Regions from separate parts of the Mus musculus genome. Here region 2 is linked to region 1. Evidence: chromatin contacts called from public Hi-C data. All regions are on one chromosome and are shown on one strand. The core of a region is the stretch at or near the end of the contact, and the rest is flanking DNA. Distances in the headings are between cores, read along the strand shown.

Region 1 (4,752 bases), core at 559-3,058:
AGAGCCTTTGTGTTTTCCAAGCAAAACACTGTAAAATTACACATAAACAAGAATTATTGTGTCAGAAAACCTCATCCAAAACAAATCACTCTATGCTACCATTTTTTGGCAGAACCCTAGTGTGAGCCATCTATCTTATTCATATTTGAGGCCCAAACATTTTTGTTACCTCATGTTTCTTTCTTCCCTCCTGATTTCCTGACATTTCCAGTTCCTGCCAAATAGTTTTTGATTAGGTTGCATAGGTTCCTATCTGTATGTGATGGTGCTTTCATTCATGGTTTATGTTGAGGATAGAAGGGAAAGAATGGAAGATTGACAGAATATTTGGTGATAATGATTTTGCAGCTAAAATTGACCTCAGAGTAACTGGTTAAAAGTTGAAAATCAAGTAATGTACTACTAACTTGTCTTTAGAGAGCTATAATTCCTTATAACAACTGAGGGAAATATGGAAGAGAGTCTGAAGACCTCGAAGTCATACTCAGTAATGACTATGGTTTCATAGTGTCTTTCTTAGTTCACAGGAGAATAACAGTACATTTTGTGAGTAAACTGGACATTGATTATTTCATTTAGTTGTCATAGTAATGCTATAAAGCAGATATTATATTCTTATTTCATAAGTACTACAATTCTATGAAGTAGATATTGTATGCCTGTGTTATAAAGACCAAGCCTCATTTAATTTGGAGTAAATGCCTACCTGTGCCATAAATGTTAAGTATCAATGTAAGAACAGTTTCCAGCTCTGTCTGTCTGTCTGTCTGTCTCCAAGGTTTAAGCTTATTACCACATTCAGATTACTTTAAAACTTTATTGTAACTCATTTTAAAAAAATGGGTTTATATCACTTTCTTCTCTTTTCAATAAAACTATAGGAGACTTGTTCAGTGGATACTTTAAATATGCATAAAAGGATCTCAAATTACTATAAAGAATTTTTGACAGAACAGTCAACCTCCAGATATCCTTCTATTCCTAAGTCTGTGATCTCAAAGTAATTTTACTTCCCAGATAAGCATTCTAGCCAGAAGTGGCAAATGCATGAGCAATCTGCTATCATGATGAGCTTGGGGGTTCAGAGGGTCTCACAATTAGTGACAGATACGTGGCAGAATGACGTCATTTCCAACAGAGAATCCATTGAGCTCCTGCTTCATGGATTCTGTCTACCATTCCATGGATCCATCTCAGTGATGAGAGTTGAAAGGGAATTTTAAGTTATATTATCGATATGGCATTGCTTATGCAACTTATTTCTGTTTTCATCAAAGTAACTACTTGTGTGTTGTGTATTATTGGGAGTGAAGAAAGAGAGAAATACAACCAAGATTTTGGAACTCAGTAAAACCACATGGTGCAATCCAATGTTAGCATTAAATCCTGTAAAATGAGAATGATATTTATAGCTTTTTAGTAGTTATAATTACTGAGATATTATAACTCATAGGGTCAAAGTTTCATGAAGTCACTGTGAGTAACTTTGGTCATTTCCCTAACTACCATACTGGTGGAGTTCATGCCAATCTAATTGGAAATTATTACTATTGGAAGTCACTAAGTTTCAGGGAATGTTGACAGCCTGAGTTAAATACTATGCTCATTGTTTGCAGCTTGCTCTCACCACTGACAGTTTGAAGGGAGTACCCAGAAATACTTTAGTAGTGACACAGCCTGTAAGGACATTGGATTTAATTGAATAAGATGGAAGAAGAGGTAGTTACTTTCACTAGAAAGATAATTCTATTTCTGTTGCTTTCAGGAGAATGGATATGAGTAATACATTGTGTGGTTAGGCTATGGGCTACGAGAGCTTCCGAGAAGAAGATGAGGTTAAGCAAGTATCCTGAGTCACCCTAAACTGAGTAGACTCAGAGCTAGAAAGTTTCTTCCTGTCAGCTTTCCTACTTTAAAGGCATTAATGTTATTAAGGTTAGACATATGCAAGAGTATCAACTCGTGTGTTTTAAAAAGCCCTGTACTGAATGAGGTAGTTTTGTATACTACCAAATTCAATTTAGATTAACAGTATTTTTCCTACTTTTTTTCACTTGAAAAATGAAATATAATTGTACATCTCTATTAATATTTTTGTTTCAGGAAATACTGAAATAATAAATAAATTCTTTTTATTTTCTATTTTACCTTTCTTCTTCAAAATGCAGGTAACCCTGTTTAATGTGAAAAGTTTCTTAACTCATGAATTCTACATCTTATGCCACGAATTCTAGTATATTGTAGGCTAGATATCATAAAAATAATAACCTTTGGTTATATTTTAGCAAATAATTTGCTTTTGCTTATTTACATTAACATTGTTGGTTGAAAAGTATGATATATTATCATAAATGATCATTTGAGTTCATGAACCCAGTGATACTAGAATCTAGAAGGAAGGGAGGACAGTCTTAAGAGGAAGTAGGCTTAAGGCAAATCTTGTAAATTAATTCAATCTGGAATCTTGGACTCTGTTCCCTGAGTCTAAGTTGATTAGACACTGTAAAAATCAATTGGTCAAACATAATAATGGATGTGTACAAATTGGCCTCAATTTGACTATGTATTTCTTCTGTAACATTTCAGTCTCTTAAGTATTGCATTGTGTCTTAATAATACAGTTTGTTTCTTTCAGTAGTACTGAGGATCAACCTCAGGTTATTATGTGTTCTAGGCAAGGACTGTATCACTAAAATATATACTCATCCCTTTTACGATTTTAGTGAGGCTTTGTTGTTCTTACCCTATAGCCCAGGCAGTCTTCAATTTGTTACAAGCCAATGTCATTAGGCACAGCATATAATCCTACTGTTTAGAGTTTAAAGGGCTACAGACTGAGGAAAACTGAGAGAGAGAGAGAGAGAGAGAGAGAGAGAGAGAGAGAGAGAGAGAGAGAGAGAGAGAATATGAGCTAATGTCCAGAGCTGATATTTTGTAATCCTCAATTTAACTTTAGTCTTAGAATTCCAAGCTAATATAAACTATCCTTTGAGTGCTGCAACTTAGAAATAGGGAAAGATGCTGCACTGTGGTGGCACATGCCTTTAATCCCGGCACTCAGAAGGTGAGGTAGGTGAATCTCTGAATTCAAGGCCAGCCTGGTCTACAGGGCTACACAGAAAAATCCTATCTTGAAAAATAAAAAATAAATAAATAAATAAAAAATTAAAACATAAAAGAAATATAAAAAGGCTCAGAATAAGCCACTATTCACATGTCTGTCCTGAGAGATGTCCCAGACTCCTTAGGAAGGACTCACACTTCCCGTGCTCGCATCTCATGTACGTATTTCTTTCCAGAACAAGGGCAGCTCTCCTTGCCTTGTTTCATCTTAACTGTTTTTACTGCTGAATAAATATTTCAGAATTTGGAATGTTTCCACTCACAATCATGTCATCTTTCAGAAATTTGAGCATGCAGAGAGTACACGTTATCTGCAATCCTGATGACTTGATTCATTACCGGATGCTTGTTAGCCAAAGATAGAAGCAATTTTTATGCTATTAATCATGCTTCCCGCAAACTCCATAGTAGTTTTCAAAAAAAGAAAAAAAAAAGAAAATTATATGAAACCTTAAATCCGTCACTGTCATCTCGGTGTTTGCAGTGCCTCCTGCTTCTCGGGGAAAGGCGTGGCGTGCTTTCAGAACAACGCGGATCTGTTACTTCATCTGTCAAAACAAGAAGTAGATGCCTGTCATGTTTGTAGCCTGAAGGCAAGTCATTTGACATTAGTAGAGGGATCTGCATTAGATCTGGGTATTTTTAAATTAGAAAGTAGTTGTAGTTGTATCTGTGTTGTTTTCTACAAGGTGCTTGGTGTTAGGGAGATGAGCTAGCACGTTCTCCCTGCAAGCTGAAATCTGGGAAGGAGACCTCAGCCAGGCTCTGAGCCTGCCTGTTGAACCTCATTCTTTAGTTGACCTTATTTCAATCTTCTACAAGATTTGGCATGGTTTAGTGATCTTCTGTGAAGTGGGGGAATGAAAACGTTCATATAGGTACTGTTTATGGGGTGTTCCCCTTGAGTCACAAACCATGTTAGGCATTGAGGACATTGGTTTGTTTATTTGTTTGTTTTAATTAGGTATTTTCTTCATGTACATTTCCAGTGCTATCCCAAAAGTCCCCCATACCCTCCCCCACCCACTCCCCTACCCATCCACTCCCACTTCTTGGCCCTGGTGTTCCTCTATACTGAGGCATATAAAGTTTGCATGACCCATGAGCCTCTCTTTCCACTGATGGCAGACTAGGCCATCTTTTGATACATATGCAACTAGAGTCAAGAGCTCCAGGGTACTGGTTAGTTCATATTGTTGTTCCACCTATAGGGTTGCAGATCCCTTTAGCTCCTTGGGTACTTTCTCTAGCTCCTCCATTGGGGGCCCTGTGATCCATCCAATAGCTGACTGTGAGCATTCACTTTTGTATTTGCTAGGCCCCGGCATAATCTCACAAGAGACAGCTATATCTGGGCCCTTTCAGCAAAATCTTGCTAGTGTATGCAATGGTGTCAGCGTTTGGAGGCTGATTATGGGATGGATCTCTGGATATTGCAGTCTCTAGATGGTCCATCCTTTAGTCTCAGCTCCAAACTTTGTCTCTGTAACTCGTTCCTTGGGTGTTTTGTTCTCAATTCTAAGAAAGGGCAAAGTGTCCACATTTTGGTCTTCATTCTTCTTGAGTTTCATGTGTTTTGCAAATTGTATCTTATATCTTGCATATTCTAAGTTTCTGGTCTAATATCCA
Region 2 (4,538 bases), core at 503-3,002, 200 kb before region 1:
GGGTACCTCTGCAGGCTTCTTTACTCTTCTAGCTGGACAGTTCACATCCAGCTCCTGGGACCATGTTTCAATATATCAATTCAGCTTCCTAAAATAAAGAGTTTTAAAAAGCCATTATTCACCTGTGCTAGGGCTCAGAGGAAGAGGTCTGGTATTTCCAGCAGGTTTCCCAGGCTCATAGAAATCAACTCTGCTCCTCTGGTCAGTGGTAGGGATTCAGTGTCATGGTGAAGTAGTTTGGCTCCTACTAGTCTCATAAACAATGTGATCAAAGACAGGTAAGGAAGTAATTGTATTCTAAGATAATTGTAAGAGAAAGCAACATAAAAAGACTCAAAAAACTCAACTGGCACAGAGCATGAAACTAGCCGAGCTCTCCACATTACTGACTGCTAGCTTCTGATCACTCGGTCAACACCGAGATCCACAACTATCTAGAGATATCTAGAGAACATGACTATATTGGCTCACAGTTTTAGAGTGTTCCATTGATGATCAGTTAGCCTTATATTTTGGAAAACGCAGTGTGTCATGAGAGTGACTGAGACAAACCACTCATCCCATACCTGGGAAGCCAGAGGCAGAAAGAACCAAGGGACAAACGTCCTCTAACCCACTTCAGGGATGCATGCCATTGACGGAAGCTTCCTACTAGCCTCGCATCCTGCTTCACACCACCGCCCTGACACAGCACACTAGACCATGTCAAACATAAACCACAGCAAATTATCTCCATTACTGTACTTTCTCGGATATTCTTCATGAATCAGTTAGAGGCAGCACCTACCTGGCTCAAGGTACAAGAAAAGGAAAGTTAGCATTCAATCTTTACATTGAATATTAAATGTTAGATCCACTTTTACATTTTATTTGTTTATTTTTGTTTATGTGTTTGTGTATCTACCTATATGAAGAGGTTAGAAGGACCTGTGGTTTGAACTCAGGTCCTTGGCCTTGGCAGCAAGGACCTTTTCCATCCAGGCCATCTCAGGTTCAACTCCTTGGTGGCTGTCTACTTTCCTTCAGAAAAAAAAAGGTTTTTAGTTATATGTATACTAATATTATAATATTTGCAATATTAACACATGTTGATTATGTAAAATAGTGCATTCCATCTTAATACTTTCATATATATATATATATATATATATATATAGTGCTTTTTAACCACACCCACTTCCTTTGTCCTCCTTGGCTCCTCTCATTGGTTCCTTTCCTCTTCCCAATTACTATCCTTTACTTTCTTGTCTGATTTTTTTTCTATTTTTCTTCACCAATTTATTTATTCATTCATTCATTCACTTTACAGCCTGATCACAGACATTTCGCTACTCTCGTCCCAGTTCCACTCTCACACACCCTCCTCCATTCCCCATCCTCTTTTCCTCAGATAAGAGGAGGCCTTCCACGGCTACCAGCCTACCCTCTTACATCTCAGCAAGACTGAGTGCACCCTCTCCCATTGAAGCCAGACAAGGAAGCCCAGCTGTGGGAAAGCAATCTAAAGGCAGGCAACAGAGTCAGAGAGAGTTCCTGCTCCAATTGTTAAGGGACCCATATGAAGAGCAAGCTATGCATCTGCTACTTCTGACAGGATGTCTAGATCCCGCCCACGCATGCTCTTTGGTTGGTGGTTTAGTCTCTGTGCGCCTCATAGGCACAGATTAGTTTCCTCTGTAGGTCATCCTGTGGTATCCTTGATCCTTCCAGCTCCCCCTCAGTGCTTCCCACAGCTCTTCCACAGGACTTCCTGAGCTCCACCTATGTTTTGGCTATGGGTCTTTGCATCTGCTTCCATCAGTCGCTGGATGGAGCGTCTCAGAATACAGTTATGGTAGCCTCTTGTCTGCAAGCATAGCAGAATATCATGAAAGTGTCGGGCTTGGCTGTCTCCCATGGGGTGGGTCTTGTTTGATTTTTTTTCTTTAAAAGTCTAAATTCTGCATATGAGAGAAAATATGTAAGATATGTTCTTACATGAATTTAGCTATTTTATGTAATATGATCTCAATTTTCACTCAATTATTTTCTCTGCAAATTAAATAGTTTCATTCTTTTTCATGGCTAAATAATAACACCCATTGTGTACATAAGCCATACTTCAGTCATTCATTCATCATCAGATATCAAGGCTGTTGCATAAATTGGCTATAGTGACTAGTGCTACAATAAGCTTGCATATTTGGGCATGTATACAGATTTTGTTTCTTTATATGTACGTTCTGGAGTGATGTAACAAGGTCATAGTCTAGTTCTCTTCTTAGTTTTTTTTGAGGCTTTTGCCATACTAATTCCCATTGTGAACTGACTACTTTATGATTTAGTCAATAATGCTCCTTACCATTTTTGTTTTCTTGATGATAGCCATCAGACAAGGGTGAAATAGAATCCCAAGGTAGCATCCCAGACTTCTCAAGGTTGCTTGTCTCCTGGCAGACAGACCCGAGGTCTCAACCTTGGTCAGAGAGGTTTTGTTTTTTTTTTTTTTTTTTTCCCTGTACTGTAAGCAATCATGGAGAGATGAGTTGCTATTCACAGCACTGAGAATAAGGGACCAAGAGCTCAGCCCTAAACAAAACCTCATCTCCAGCAAGTTCAGGGAACATTAGAAGGAGAGGAGGAAGAAAGAATGTCAGATCTGGAAGACAGGAGAAATGATGATGTTTTCCGGATGTGATATGGCTATTGAACTTATTAACTCTCAGCAGTCAAAATCTTGGCATACATAGAGTAGATGATCTCAAGGTCCCACTTCATATGAGGAGCTATTGGTAGTGATAGTTCCTAGCAAATAATCATTCTGTATTGATATTATGGCCCTAATAGTTTTCCCATGCTCCACAGAATGGCCCCACCCATACACATAAAGGCAGGACTAACTGGACGTAGTAGGCTATCCAAAGGGGGTAGGGGAGCCATGAATGGGAATAATGGAAGAAATGATATTTTATTGTACACATCTATTAAATTCTCAAAAATAAAGAAGAGAATGAACGAGACTTAGAGTAGGATTAATTTGCATCTTCCTGATGACTAAATATCTTGATGTTTCCCCCACACATTTAGCAACTGCTTATGGTTGTTGCTGCTGCTGCTGCTGTTGTTTTCATATGTGTGTGTTATTTTTCAAATGGATAATCAATTTGCCCATTTGCAAGTTGGATTATTTGTTCTTTTGCTAGTTGTATTCTTTATATATTCTGAATATCAATTCCTTGCAAGTCAATAGCCTGGAAATATTTTTATTCTGTTCTTTAGTTTATCTGTTTATTCTTGTAATTGTTTCATACTGTGCAGAGGTTTTAAAATGCCACACCACCCTCACAATAGGCTTTAGCTACTATTCTCTGAGATACAAAAATCCTTTGCAATTATTATTGCTGCAGGCATTAATTTGGCTTCAAGGTTTATTTACTTTTCTTGTATATTATGTACATTGAACATTGTGATAAAATACATGGAAAAGAACTTAAAGAGTGACTTATGTCAGCTTATAACATGAGATCATTTAGTAGGTGTAGGGAGTGACTGATTGCACTGTGTCAACTTCTTCCTTGAATTTCTTTTTATTCAATTCAGGTCCCTAGCCTATAGGATGTTACTATCACATTCAGGATAGGTCTATCTTCTTCTCTCACTTATATGTCCCTAGGAACACCCTTTAAGATGTGCCCAGATGTACAACTTCAAGGTGATTCCAGGCCCAGTCAAATTGACAATGAAAATGGAAAGGAAAAGGCAGTATTGTTTTCCTCTAGGATTCTGAGCCCATGTAGTAGACAGCTGTAGGATTAAATAGCTGATGTGCCACCATTGCTGGTATTCAATATTGGTCTTTGATTTTAGGAAGCATCAGTATCATAGTTTCTGTGGAGGATTTTTTACTCTTTAAAACCTTATGAAACATGTTCATTTTTATAGTCTCTAAATTTCCCTTTATTTCCTTTAATTTGTTTCTAGAATAGTCCACAGGGAGCCCAGAATTTTTCTCTTGCACCCCACCTTGTCCTTTGTTTGGTTTTTACTTTAGATATGTTCTGAACTGAATAAACCCCCCTGGCTTACTGTTATCTACTTTATTTCTTGATGAACTTAGTTATTTCAATCTTCAAGTCATCTTGACAGCTTCACCATCTCTTGGTGTTGCAAGGTCTTCTAATTTATAGTCAGGCTTCATTAAATGCATTTTCTCTTCCCCTGCCTCAGTGAATAATTCTAACTCTCCTGCAATGCCTATTTTGAGAGACCAAATCATCTCTACTTGCTTATTCTGCTCCAAGTCCTTGGTGATAAAGTCTGGTACCATGCCAGTTACATCCTGCATGTTTGGTCCACCTATTTTAGCATTCCTCATACACTCATGCTGCCAGATGTGAGATATGAGGGGAATAGAAAGTGTGAGCTTCCCCAAAACTACTTTTACACTTAGAATTCAAATCTGTGCAAGCTTAGGGGTCAGAGGCATACCTTGACTATTGGATATAAAGCACACATTAGGGCAGCAGCACATGTCCCTTCTTAGATCATATCCTGTCCAC

The links. Hi-C and Micro-C count contacts between places; a contact is called where the count stands out from the background.
Region 2: a contact with region 1 is called in a Hi-C map of the C2C12 cell line, with 4 times the contacts expected there. The contact joins two enhancer-like sites. A contact is called at or near these places in 1 of 15 datasets of contacts at CTCF or cohesin (the NIH/3T3 cell line) and 2 of 484 Hi-C or Micro-C datasets (the C2C12 cell line and muscle stem cells).

Annotation. Positions count from the first base shown.
Region 1 is chr12:10,326,632-10,331,383 of GRCm38.p6, reverse strand. No RefSeq gene overlaps it. Among named protein-coding and RNA genes, the nearest start is that of Nt5c1b, 41 kb to the left of the region's middle. Within about 2 kb of position 1,808, at least 32 of the 459 cell types and tissues checked have an H3K27ac peak or open chromatin away from gene starts, as enhancers often do. A contact at or near this core is called in the C2C12 cell line, where this site is marked.
Region 2 is chr12:10,531,400-10,535,937 of GRCm38.p6, reverse strand. No RefSeq gene overlaps it. Among named protein-coding and RNA genes, the nearest start is that of Gm38407, 87 kb to the right of the region's middle. Within about 2 kb of position 1,752, at least 3 of the 459 cell types and tissues checked have an H3K27ac peak or open chromatin away from gene starts, as enhancers often do. A contact at or near this core is called in the C2C12 cell line, where this site is marked.